2 separate regions of the Rattus norvegicus genome follow, and region 1 is linked to region 2. A link is a contact called in public Hi-C data. All regions are on one chromosome and are shown on one strand. Each heading gives the region's core, a stretch centred on a gene start, on an enhancer-like site or on the middle of the called end of the contact. The rest is flanking DNA. Distances are from core to core; before and after follow the strand shown. Region 1 has its middle 410 kb from the start of Tcf4. Region 2 overlaps LOC102548061 (a long non-coding RNA gene).

Region 1 (6,758 bases), core at 536-3,035, 460 kb after region 2:
GCTCAGACAAAAGATTCACTGTGGTTCACATAGGGACTCTTTTAAGGCAAAGGTTCCAAGGTCTCATCTGGAAAGGCAGGTTAGGTCAAGGGCTAAGTGCAACAGGAAATTAAGCAGACAATTGTCAGAAAGCAAAGCCTTGAGGACTCCTCTTTGTCACGTCTAAGATGACCACAGTCTTCCCACAGAGCCTGTTCCCGTTTTCAAGATATTACCCGGTTAGCAGCCACAGTGTCCCTTTGCAGGGAGACAGTCTGAAAAGGAAGCTAAAAGCGAAGAGGTCAGTGACCTGCCCAAGGTCACTCAGTTGGGAACTGCCATTCGTTCCAACTCTGAGCTATTTGGTCAACTGTACTGTAATGTCCAGGCAGGGGGACGACGACGACAACAATGATGATGATGATGATGATGATGATGATGGTGATGATGATGATGATGATGATGATGATGTTGTTGCTTGGCAATTCTCCCTCCCATGACAGGCGCCCCCTCCCCTTTTGACATGTGCAGGGAAGTAAGAAGATGCACAGAAAATAGCAGGATACTACCTTAAGACCTCACCGCTGCAAACAAAACTGGGCCTGTGTGTGTCTATGTCGCCGGCAAAGACACAGCACAAACAAGCACACCTCGCACAGAGGGTCGCTGGGAAGAGCGACATCTGTCCTAGGTTCATAATTTATCCCGGAATTACTGGTGATTAAACAACTGAGTTGTGCTACCATCTCAGATTTCCTCTTGACTTTCAGCCCTGTGCCCCCCCCCCGCCCCCCTCTCCCCGCCCACTTTTTAGTGGCCTTTGTTCTTCATTCCTGAGCCATCTGGTTGCAAAGTAAGGAAGGAGCACAGTGCAGCACGCTCATGAAAAAGCAGTACAGGGGGAAAAAAAAGATAGTAGGAGTGAAAACAAAAGACGAGGAAGCTCCTGAATTTTTAACGTCTCTTTTCAAATTGAAATATCACGGCTCCTAGCTCGCATGTGAAATTGGAGAGTGCGCAGGCCATCCACTAAATGATTGACAGAGGCCGAAAGCAGGCGGTCCACTCCTGGGCTCTGTGCTGGGTCAAGGCTGGGCTAAAGCAGGTCTGACTAGGCTCTGAAACCTCTCTGGACCCCACCACGTTCCTGAGGACGATCGGAGAAATGGCCTCCCTGCACCTGCTTCTAATGGCTCCCCTGACTGTGCGAGCCACCCCCCTTCCACCAAGGAAGTTTGTCTTCCCGAAGCCAAAGCTCTGAGTCACATCGCCATACAGAGAGCAGGGGTGTTTGTGTCCATGCTTTCTGCCGCCGTGTGAACGCATGCAACCACTACCTCAAAAATCGTAAATTCTCTCTTTCCCCGTTTCTGTCTGCCTGTTTATCTACAATCTGTCTATTTAAATTCTTTTTAAACAAGAAGGGAATATCTTTATGCCTGTTTGTAGGAATATTCTACATCCATCTGTTATTTACATCATTCGTTTTCCTGAGGTGTCTCCAACAAATCCTGGCTGGATGCACTGTATGTGTTATTAATAAAACAGCTGTAAAAATATTAACTGTACGGCCTAATTGTCAGGCCTGATTACGAGCCAAGTTTATCCCCAGATGGACGGGGAGACTCAGACTTGGGCTCCCTTCCAGATCTGACCCTTGCAGCTCACTTTATGCTGTGTTCTTTGACCATTTAAGCTGCTTTGGCTTTTTTTTTTTTTTTTTTTTGGTCTCCTAGGAATCTGTGCACATCCGGATTCCCAGCCTCCAGGATCCTGCAGGTGGCGCTGCTCCAGCTTCCTGTGTGTTCCTGGCCAGGTCTCTCTCTGCCTCTCTGGATTTGTGAAACTCCACAGACCTGTGCTGGAGAATCACCCTCTGGTAACTTACAAGAGGCGTATAAATATGGTCAGCATCGCCTTGCCCTGAACATTGTTGGGCTATAGCGTTTAGGGAGCCTACAGTGGAAATACAACCGTATTATAAGCATCAGGCTAGGATTCTGAAACCCAGAATGATATGCAGACACCCTTTTGTATCTGCAATCAGGTAAGTTTTTCAGCCACACCTCCTGGAATAGAACATAATGAGGTTATGAGCAGATTCTAGCAATACGCTTTTGCTGTAGTTACCTCTTCGGGCTGATTGGCTTAGCCCTGCCTAAGATATTACTGACTTAAGTATCACTGACCGAGGCTAAGATGTTTACTGCAGGGAAAGACAGGGCGTGAGTATGGAGGAAAAGCTCAAACTTGATTCTCCAGATCTCCAGAAAGTCTTGGCATCATCTGGGTCCTCTCGTTCTTAGCTGAGGACAAGTAACAGAAGACCTACTCGTTAGGCTGGGAAGGATGGTTAGCTCCATTGAGTGCAAACTGCTCAAATATCATCCAGTGTTCATAAGGCAAGAGACAGTGATGTTCTGGAGGGCACAGACCTAGCAACACCTCATACTGCTGTAACTAACTCTTAGAACATTAGATGGAGTTAACATTTATACTACTTTGCAATTGGATTATGGGGGAGGGGGGCCTCTTGAGAAATTTATTGAAAGGGACTTTAATTTTCCTTTGCTTTCTAGAAAGATTCTGTCCAATTGTTTTTCTGTTGCTAAAATAAAATATTTACAAAAAGGAACTTGGGAGATAAGAGGGTTTATTTAGCTTACACTTCCCAGTCACTGTCCATCACTGGGAGTTGGGCAAGACCCAAGCACAAACTCGGAAACAAGATCTGAAGCAGAGGCCGTGGAGGAATGCTGCTGACTGGCTTACTCAGTTTACTTTCTTATATATCCAAGGGCCACCTGCCTAGAAGTAGCAGTCTCCTCTGTGGACCAGGCTCTGTGACCTCAACCGTTAATCAAGAAGATGCTCCAGGGACATTTCACAGGCCAATTTCATGGAGGCAGCTCCTTATTGAGGTTCAATATTCCCCGGTGACTAGTTTGTGTAAAGTTGACAATAGCCAACACAGATTCTGGCATGGTTTATTGCCACAGAAGACTTCATGATCTCCTCTTGCTTCAGGGGTTGAAAGCAACTCCTGCAATGTTTCCAAAACGTCAGGCCAGGATGGGATCACTGGTGGGTGGGATGCTCTGGTTTGTTTGACTTTTGCATCTTCAAGCAACTAGTTGTGAAGGGGAAGCTATCCCATGATCTATAAAGTAGTAATGAAATTTCAAGGACAGAAAGCAGAAATTCTCATTACTGTCCTTCAATGAACCATCCGCAGGATGGCAATGAGACTGTGGACCACATGATGGTACAGTGGCCCTTCCTAGGAACTCCAACTCTCTACGGTCTTTGCTTTAAAAATATGTAATTTTTTTCTCTTGACCCCAAATTGTCTGCATTGTAAACCATTTCTGTCAAACAATCAGCCTAAATTAGAATGACTTCGTGAAGACCAACTGTGTTTAGCGTTGAAAGAATTACTAATTGCTAGGTGTTCTCACGGAAGCTACTGTCCCCTCCTTTGTTTACAGTTATCTGGGTTTAAAAATGGTGGTATTCTACGGGCCATATCTAGTAAATGTATGGCAAATTAGAAGTATTTACAATAAACCAAAAGAAAACAAACACTTCTAATTTTCTTGAGTAGAAAGCACACCCTGATATCCTCTTACACACAAATGTATACCAGTGGTGACTATTCAACTAGTGGCCTGGTTAATCAAATCCTTTGCTTGGCCTATCAAGGGAGACTAAATTCCTAAATTCCATCCTGTAGTTCATCTTTTATAATTCATTCTCAGGTTATAAAAAGTATTTAATTTGTTAAAATATTAAGCAGTCTTTGTTAATTCTTTCTAAGGTAGTTAGCACTGTGGTAAGTAGGAAGAGGGATCTAAAATAAACACGATACACAATCCCTACCATTATCTAAAATCTAATCTGTGTGCAGAGAGCCAACATTTATCCCTCGAAGGAGACTTTGTAGAAGGTACTGTGGAACGTTAGTCACTGAGTCTAGCCAGAGAGTATTAACAAACAAGACAAATCTGACATACGAAAGACAGCACAGAGATCTAAAAAGAGAGATAAAAATAGAAGATAAGCTGTTTAAGATGGTTGCTTCTAGAATACACAGTGTCAAGCTTCTTTTCCCCGTAGCCTAAAGTTAAATGATGTTTTTGGAGCAGCAGGAGACAGGCTACTGAGCTCCAAGTCAGATGATAAGACAAGGTTTTCTTATCTTCAAGGTTTATGATGTGAAAGAGATCCATTTGAGTGTCTGTTGTGCCTGACTAATGCACTGGGTGCAGGAAGGACCGAAACTGTAAGTCATCATTACTGTGCATTACAACTCAACATCCCAAGATGAACACAAACCCTTATGAAGACTTCAAAGACAGTGTTAGATGACCAAAGAGAAGACTAATGATAGGCTAACTCATGTTGTTCTGGAAATCCCAAATGAAAAGAATTTTGAAATCACTCATTCAGGAGCTATTGATCATTTTAAACAGTATCAGCTTTCGATTGCTTCGGCCTGGCATAGCTGCAAGTACAATCTTAGGGATCTGTGTGTCTTGATGGTCCCCTTTTCTATAAATGGTAACTCTGTTGGCTTAGGAAATGGATGAGAAGGAGAGAGGGAGAAGAGAGGGAGGAGGGAGGGAGAGGAAGAAAACTAAATTATACTGCATAACACATTTCCCAGAATGTGGAAATTGCTCCTTGGTCACCGATCTTTCCTGGCTGTTGGAGAAGGCTTACCCATTTGGCATGAACCTGGCGAGAAGTCAGGAAAGATCCAATGGAAGAACTGGTAGGGGAGAGTATTGAGAAGATAGCTCTGTTAGTACCTTGGGAGCATGAAGAGATGAGTTCGACTGCTCTGCAAATAGGGCAATGTGTGGTGCTGGTACATGCTTGTAACCCTAGTTCCACATGGGCAGAGACAGGAGGATCCCTGTGGCTTGCTGGCAACTTCTTTCCTGCTTTGGAAGTCCTAGGCTTAGGAGAGACACTGTATTAAAAAAAATAAATAAAAGAGGTGGATGGCACTTGAGGAATGACAGCCAATATTTTCCTTTGACCTATACTTGTACACAGGTACATGCATATATGTGCAACAATATACACAGGACCTCTCTCTCTCTCTCTCTCTCTCTCTCTCTCTCTCTGTCTCTCATACACACACACACACAAACACACACACACAGTGAAAGAGAGAGAGAGAGAGACAGAGAGAGACAGAGACAGAGAGACAGAGACAGAGAGACAGAGAGAGAGACAGAGAGGGACAGAGACAGACACAGAGAGAAAGAGATAGAGAGACAGAGGAGACAGAGGCAGAGAGAGACAGAGAGAGAAAGAGATAGAGAGACAGAGGAGACAGAGGCAGAGAGAGACAGAGAGAGAAAGAGATAGAGAGACAGAGGAGACAGAGGCAGAGAGACAGAGGCAGAGAGACAGAAACAGAAAGACAAACAGAGAAAACGGTGACAAAGAGAAACAGAGAGATTGATTAATTCTGTTGTGTGTGTATGTGGGGGGTGTCTATTGAGATGTTCTATAGCTAATAGAACACCAAGCTTGACAATTTGAGTCCATGGTAAAACAAGGGAATGGACTACTTAAAGTTGTCTCTTGACCTGAACATCCACTGTAGCATGCCTCTCCTCTCCCCCTCAATAAACAAATAAATAAATAGGTGTAATACTTTTCTTTAAATCTAGGGAGAAAGGATGACTGTTAAAACAATAATGGCAGTCAACATTGAGCTGAGAATCGTGTCTTCTTCTGTGCTGTTGCGAAGCTATCTACACCCTTTACTGAAAGCTGCTGTCAACAGCTGTCCAGAGGTTGCTGGGATGCTGGAGAGGATCAGGCAGCATTTGGTATGGATCCTAGCAATGAAGAAAGACCACATTGGTTATGGGGCTGAGATTAGCTGACTGAGAGGCAGGGTATACAGAAGTGGCCTTAGGACCTGAGATTTGCTTGGGAGTCTCAGACGTTTTAGAGTTTGGAAGATTTGCTCCTGGGGATAGGAAGGAAGTCCATATTTCATTTGGACGGAAAATGAAACAGACGTCTCAATCTCCTGATATCTAGGTTACTTACATTTATCTATACAGAATCATCTAGATAACGATCACACCACCCATTCACACATCCTTACATACTAAGGACACTTAGTACATACTAAGAACTTACTAAGAAGAGAGCACTACACAAGATGTAGTTCCTTTCTTTCCTATTTTAATTTTAAATTAATGTACACATCCAATATAATCGGTATGAAAAACGTCAACTGTCAGAGCCCTCAACTGAGCAGAATATGGCCCTGTGGCTGAAATGCAGAAGAAAGAGCTTTAAATGATGATCAGAAAGGTAGTGAATCTGAGCTTTGGTCAGAGATTTGGATGCAAGCAAGAACTGAACGAGAATAATATTGGTGACAGTTCTTCATATGTGATACCGGCTTCTAATTCATTGGGCAAACTTCTGGTTGACATTTGATTTTTAATCACAGATACTCTTTGAAGTCAGCATTGTTATTCCTTTCCCTGAAGAGCAGGAGCTGAGGCTCCAAGTGGTACATTCAAAAACATAAAGATAGGTCACGGTCACGTGAGTGACTCGGTAATCAGAGTAATTAGTAATTTTCTTGCAGATGTAACGTTCTTTGACTTCCAACTCATTTAACAGTTTGTTATAAATATTATATTAAAGTAACCATGCATAGGATGAATTAAACTATAGAAGGTAAGTCAAGAAACACCATATAGGAACATTTATTATTTAATCCGATAGCTAGTTTCTCC
Region 2 (6,158 bases), core at 1,453-3,952:
GTATATAACACCATTTATGTGTTCTATTTCTTCTCTGTCGCAGTAGATCTGAGTATACACCCAAATACACAGGTGCATAAAGATGGGTCTATATGTACACGAATCCCCACATGTTTGGGGGGGGGTTGTTAACTTTAAGTATATATATGTATTAATATATCATTTTTTAATTAAATGTAAACTGCAGTGTACATTTACGAAATTCAACCATAGCAAGGCAATAATGGTTCCTGCGCTTGGGGCAGGAACGTGTACTTTATGATTCTTTTCCTGTTTACTAGATCCAAGATGCGAGCACACTCGGTTGGGTGGCGTTCCGCCTTCCGTCCAAGGGTGAGGCTGTACTTTCACTGTACGAGGTATCTTAGGTAGGATATGGTGCTAAGTTGAAGTGTGGCTAGCAAGCAAGCCTCACTCTGTGCGTGTGTCAGCGCTGGCATGGCCGCCCCTCACGCCTGAGAAGCTCAAGCTGGGAGGGATTAGGACGCCAGCATTTGATTCTCAGAGTTGTTGCCCGCTCCCCTTGGAGCCCTGACAAGCAGTGACCTTGTCCAACCCCGCTGAGCTTCCTAGATTTGCTGGCTTAGAGCAACACATGGGAAGGAGATTGTTTATTTTTAAAACATAAGAAAAAAAAAAAACACACACACAAAAAAACACCAAACCCATGCAATCTTTCTAGGGCCTTTGTGATGTCTGCGAGCAGCAACAGAAACATACAGACACACATGCAACGTATGTGTAATCACTTCTAATTAATGTCAGCTCTTCCTGGAAAACCAAGTGTGAACCCTTAAAGACTTGTCAACTTCTCTGCCTGTGAAACTTATCTACTTCTAATTGTGAGGAACAATGCACTCAAGGTTAGCTATAAACGACAGCTTTCACAGCAACGAAAAAAAAAAGTCTAAAAACTACATCCGAAGATGAACACATTTATGTGAAAGCGTGCGTTCTCTTTGAGATAAAAATATAGTTATTTATGCTCACCTGAGATGCCTTTTTTTTCTGCCTAAAAGAGAACAAGCGGTCCTTTCTGACATCTGTGAGAAAATAGATGGGATTCATTTGAAAGCTAGCCCCAGTGTGGAAGATGTAAGACGATGACGGCTAAAGTAAAGATATGCGTAGTGGATTGGAAAATAAACTTAAGGTACAGCTTTACCAAATAAAAGGTTCAAAGAGAAAAATCAGACGATTCCCATGTGACCCCCTGAGCCTCGAACCTCCTCTGCAGATTTTGAATGTGGGATGTGCTTCCAGTTATGACCACGAGATGGCAGTAAGAGCATGCTTAAATGCCGTAGTCCGTCTGCGTTTAAGTGCAGAAACTTCCAAGTGTTTTCCTGATTGTGTAGTTAATCCAGGCAGGTAGCTATTTCCTTTGAGGGCTTTGTATGAAATACTCCCCGTGTCTTAACTTTAAGGAACATGTTAGAAACTTTTAGAAAATGTGATCAGCTACAGAGCCGGAGTCACACAAGGAAGATGTCCTCTTTGAGTTGGAGTCTGATCGGGAGTCCCCATGTTAGGTCATCCCAACCTTATCCTTGATTGACACAGACTCGTGAGCTACAAGGTCTCCAAGTCTTCACAGGGGGCTTTGATCAAATGAGACAGAAAAAGGAACAACGACAAGAGGGGTATTGGGAGAAAGAGGAGAATGTTCATCCTGAGTCGTTGAGTTCTACTAGTTGAAGTAATTTTGGGACATGGGGCGAAGCTGGAGAGATAGGGTGACTCTGTCAAGGATCTTTCTAAAAGAAATAGCCCACTCTTTAAGTCAGTTCCTTACTGAGCAGTGTGTGTGTGTGTGTGTATCTGTATGTGTGTGTGTGTGTGGTCTGTGTGTGTGTATTTGTGTGTGTGTGTCTGTGTATGTGTGTGTGGTCTCTGTGTGTGTATTTGTGTGTGTGTCTGTGTATGTGTATGTGTATGTGTGTATGTGTGTGTGTGTCTGTGTGTCTGTGTATGTGTCTGTGTGTGTGTGTGTTTCTGTGTGTGTGTGGGTCTCTGTGTGTGTGTATCTGTGTGTGTGTATGTCTGTGTGTATGTGTGTGTGTGTGTGTGTGTGTGTGTTTGTGTGTGAGTCTTGTCACGGGAACGGCTTAAGTACAAATAGAATAGATGTCTTCTCAGTGGGAAGACACGGTAAAGAGAATCTGTCTCTGGAGTAGAAGTTCAGGCTGTGTGGCCTCTCGGATTCCCAGATCTACACTCTATGGTAGTGAGCAACAATGTGCAATTCTGTTTAATTCTGTACTCCATGATGGGGAAGATTTAATCAGCCGAGAAGACGTCAAGCAAAGAGTAGACAGTGTGTGTTCGAGAAAGTACCAACCAAACAGTCGAGTTTGCCTAATCTAGGGAACCCAGTGGACTCCACCGGAATTGTGCTGCTGTGTAGGACTGCTCGGGAGAGAAGAGGAAGAAGAGACTTCGTGGCTTTGGATATCTCAGCATTTCCAAGGCGACAGGAATATTTGGCCTTCTGCTAATCAAAAACTGACCTCATGACAATCCTAAAAGGGAAGGCAGAGACTAGCTCAGGTGAAAATCATCTGGCTATGCTGCATTTTCTTAGAGGACAGAGCCTCAAGGCTAACTCAGGGAACGAAAGTCAGTCTGGGAATGGATGATCCCAGCTGGTCTGAGGGGGCGGAAGTGGGACTTGTTTGACCTTCTAACGGTCGCCGCGGCATCTGCCAAGACCATAAGCCCCAGAGAATGGCTGGCTCTTGAAGTACATCACATGAACTCCGGAGACTGATAAAAGCAAAATAAAATATTTCCACATAGTCTGTGTGCTGAAGAAGAGAATTACAGCTGTGATATGACTTGGCTTGCTCTTACCCAAGGCCTTGAGCTATTAACAAGCCCAGTTTTCTAGATAAAATAAGTCCATGTGAACCCAGCAAAGGCCTTCATGATATCTTTCTATCTAGAGTTTGGTTAAATCATACGTGGTTTTTTTTTTTTTTTTTTTTTTTGGATGTGTTTGATATTTCTTTCTGCTGCCTAAAGAGAAAGGCTTACATTGAGTGTGGGAGAGTTAAGAGCCCCACTGTTTACCTGGATTCTTGACCGCCGTCTTTTCTTGGCAAAGGGCATCCCCAGTGTCATAGATGCTTGGGGGGCTATTCTGAGGTGTCTCCCCAGGCATCTCACTGTCCCCAGAGCCACTCTGCCTCCTTCCTGGGGTTTGTGTGCCTGAGGCACAGGGAGAAGTTCACTTATCCACCAGTGCACAGTTGTGACCTGTCTTGTCTGGAAGTTAAGTATGTAAAATCTGTTGTCATCAACCACTTCAATGTTTTTGTTTGTTTGTTTTGTTTTGTTTTTTTCTCACGAAGAATTAGATGTATTGAACACTTTCCCCAGTCACCTCATGTTTCTAAAGACCCTTTTTACAAAACAAGCCCTATTTGTATCCCTCTGTTTCCTCTCCAGAGGCATTGTAGACAACATTCTAATGATTACAGAAAGCCAGCTTTCGACCTCAAATAGATAACAATCTAGCCCACAACAGAGAAAGTATTTCAGCTTTCTCCTGGTGATGTGTGTTAGGAGGATGTGAATCCAGACACTGGCTCATGACTTATAATGATCCGGAAGTTCAGGTTGGCTCTAGATCTTAAGAACAATGGATATTTTCAAGGTTCCTTGGCTCTGGCATCCTTGATGCTACTACAGTAGTTAACCACGTTCTACGGTGGAATAGGCATGAAGTGAGGTTACTATAGACTGACTGGAAGCACTTGTGCTGTTGCAATGGACTCCTATCGGGGGAGGGGGCTCCCATCTCATTTGAATGTGTGCTCAAAGGAGCAGCTGCTAAAGTCATTTAACACCCCACTGCCCAGCCCCTATGCTGCTTGCTGCTTCCGAATTTTGGTCAGAGCAAAAGCAGATCCTAGCAAGGACTCACTAAGCTCCCTGACCTGGCCCAGAACCACACCCTTGCTCCTCTTCAGTTCATTTGGCTTGCGGTCACACAGGCCCAGCTGCCGCTTCTCAGTGAGCTCCCGGACACTCCCAGCTCCAGCCTTCCTGCTGACTGTGGTTGCTCTCCAGACTTTCTTCTCCCAGATGTCACATAGGCCTCTGACATCAAATTCATCCTCGTCAGGTGTCACCTCACTTCCACCTTCTTGGCCAACCCGTGTAAAATTACCCTGCTCCAACCCACCACAGTGCACCGACCTCACACCCCACTTTCCTGCTTCGTTTTCCTTCCACAATCACCTAAGAACACACAGAACTCCACCAGGATAAAAAACATTGCCTCCTTTGTTCACTGCTGTTTTGTGCCTAGAAGAGTGTTTGGTGCATAGCTAGTACTCTGTAAATATTTAAGGAAAGAGTAAACAAAGAGACGCAGCTCCCACACCATTCCTCTCAACATCCTGCTGTACAGGGAGCGAAATGATGTCATCAACCCTAGGCCCAGTATTTCAGTGGAACCATCAGAGTATGGCCTGGTGGTAAGCTCAGCTCTGTCCATGACCTTCGGTAGCTTGTGAAAATCTCCCAGTGTCTTTCTGTCCTGCCTGATAGATGGATGTTTACCTTCTTACAAATGTTAGAAACAGTGAGACTTGGAAGCACCTTGGCCAGTTAGGAACTCTGGGCAGGTGAGATGGCTCGGTGGGTAAAGGTGCTTGTGGTCAAGGCTGAAGACCCCAGTTCAATCCCCAGGACCCACACGGAAGGTAGAAACTCCAGCAGATTGTCCTGGATGAAGCCTCTGGATGAAGCAATAAGGAGAATGAGACAGGATTGAGGGAACAGAGTACTCTGTATGTGAAGCCCAGTGAGACCCTGGAAAAGAGGACTCTATCCACACTCTCGTGACACCCACAGCAGAGGCAGGGAAAGTCTATTGTTCTTTGCCTAAAGCCAGAGGTCATGCTAGTTGAAGGCTGTAGCCCTTGCTTCTGGTACTTTCTGGGATGGGCAGTGACATGGGCTTATCAGGACTCCCTTCTCCCCACACTGTGAGGTGAGTATCTACATCTTGGTAGGTCAGAGTAAGAAGTTTAGAGAAGTTAAGAAACTTGACCAGCTTCCCCATACCTCGGTGCCCAGTGTAAGCCTGCCCGGTTTCCCGTTCTGTGAATGGCTTCCCATTCATTCCCAGGCACGGTTATGAATCAGACCACTTGATGTAAAATCTGAATGTCTGAGAACTAAACGGAAGGCTCGTGCCTTGAAGCCTGTCACTGGCAAGGCTGAGGCAGGAGAATTGTAAGCCTGGACCATGCGGTAAGATCCTGTCTCTAAAGCAAGTGAACAAACACAGGAAAGGAAGGAAGAAGATCTGGGAGTTTTAAGAATAAACGCTCATTTTCTTCCGTAGAACTCACTGGGCGCCTCCCAATGCGGGGTAATGACTCATGGGCTCTCATCATTCCTCAGCTTCGCATTGTGTCTGCCTTCTTCTCAGCAGCTTTGATTTTCCCACAATGCTTTGGGTGTAGTGTGGGTCCTCGATTAAGTGTTTGGTTAAGTGAGTTCAGTTTCCTACATCCTGTGCTCAAGTATGACGTGACCACTCTGGGCAGTCCCGAATGCTCTCACTGTAAAGCCTGCTCCAAAAGGAAGTGAATATTGGCTCAGGGAAGCTGGCGAAGAAGTGAAGGTTCCGTGGACAGTCTCCATAAGAATGACTCACTGGTGCTGAGTTTGGAACCCATTGGGGGAACCTTACTGCTGTATCCAAAGAGACTCAGGACACTAAGTGCTTAACCTCAAACATGGTAACAACACACCAGCCCATTTTGCACACTTTCCAGCTTAGGAAGGGGAGGTTATTAATTTTTCCAAACTATCAATGGCATGTGAAAGGAGTTGATCTAGTTTTCTACCCAGCTGTATAGCTCCAATGTGTTTGTGTGTCCAGGAACCTACAGTGCACATGAGCTTGGGAAACAGAGCCCACCACTGTATGGAGAAACCGTTACAGGCTATTATTGTCTAAGAGGCTACTTACCCTGAAGGCCTTCATAGCTGACTCAGAACACGATCGTTCTCAAGACCAGAAAAGAAAGGCAAACACTGAAATGCAGACGTTTATGTTGACCAAAGTCTGTCTGTGTTTGTAAATGACAGCTCAGGCCAAGTTCAGCTTCCTCGTTTCTTAGGAAATTTTCTGTCGA

The links. A called contact is a pair of places that touch in the nucleus more often than the background predicts.
Region 1: a Hi-C map of psoas muscle shows a contact between it and region 2, with 7 times the contacts expected there. The contact joins two enhancer-like sites. A contact is called at or near these places in 2 of 12 Hi-C or Micro-C datasets (mammary epithelial cells and psoas muscle).

What each region holds. Positions count from the first base shown.
Region 1 is chr18:64,809,881-64,816,638 of GRCr8, forward strand. No RefSeq gene overlaps it. Among named protein-coding and RNA genes, the nearest start is that of Tcf4, 410 kb to the right of the region's middle. Within about 2 kb of position 1,786, at least 35 of the 93 cell types and tissues checked have an H3K27ac peak or open chromatin away from gene starts, as enhancers often do.
Region 2 is chr18:64,347,944-64,354,101 of GRCr8, forward strand. All of the region lies in intron 1 of LOC102548061 (a long non-coding RNA gene), which reads left to right. Among named protein-coding and RNA genes, the nearest start is that of Mc2r, 60 kb to the left of the region's middle. Within about 2 kb of position 2,703, at least 10 of the 93 cell types and tissues checked have an H3K27ac peak or open chromatin away from gene starts, as enhancers often do.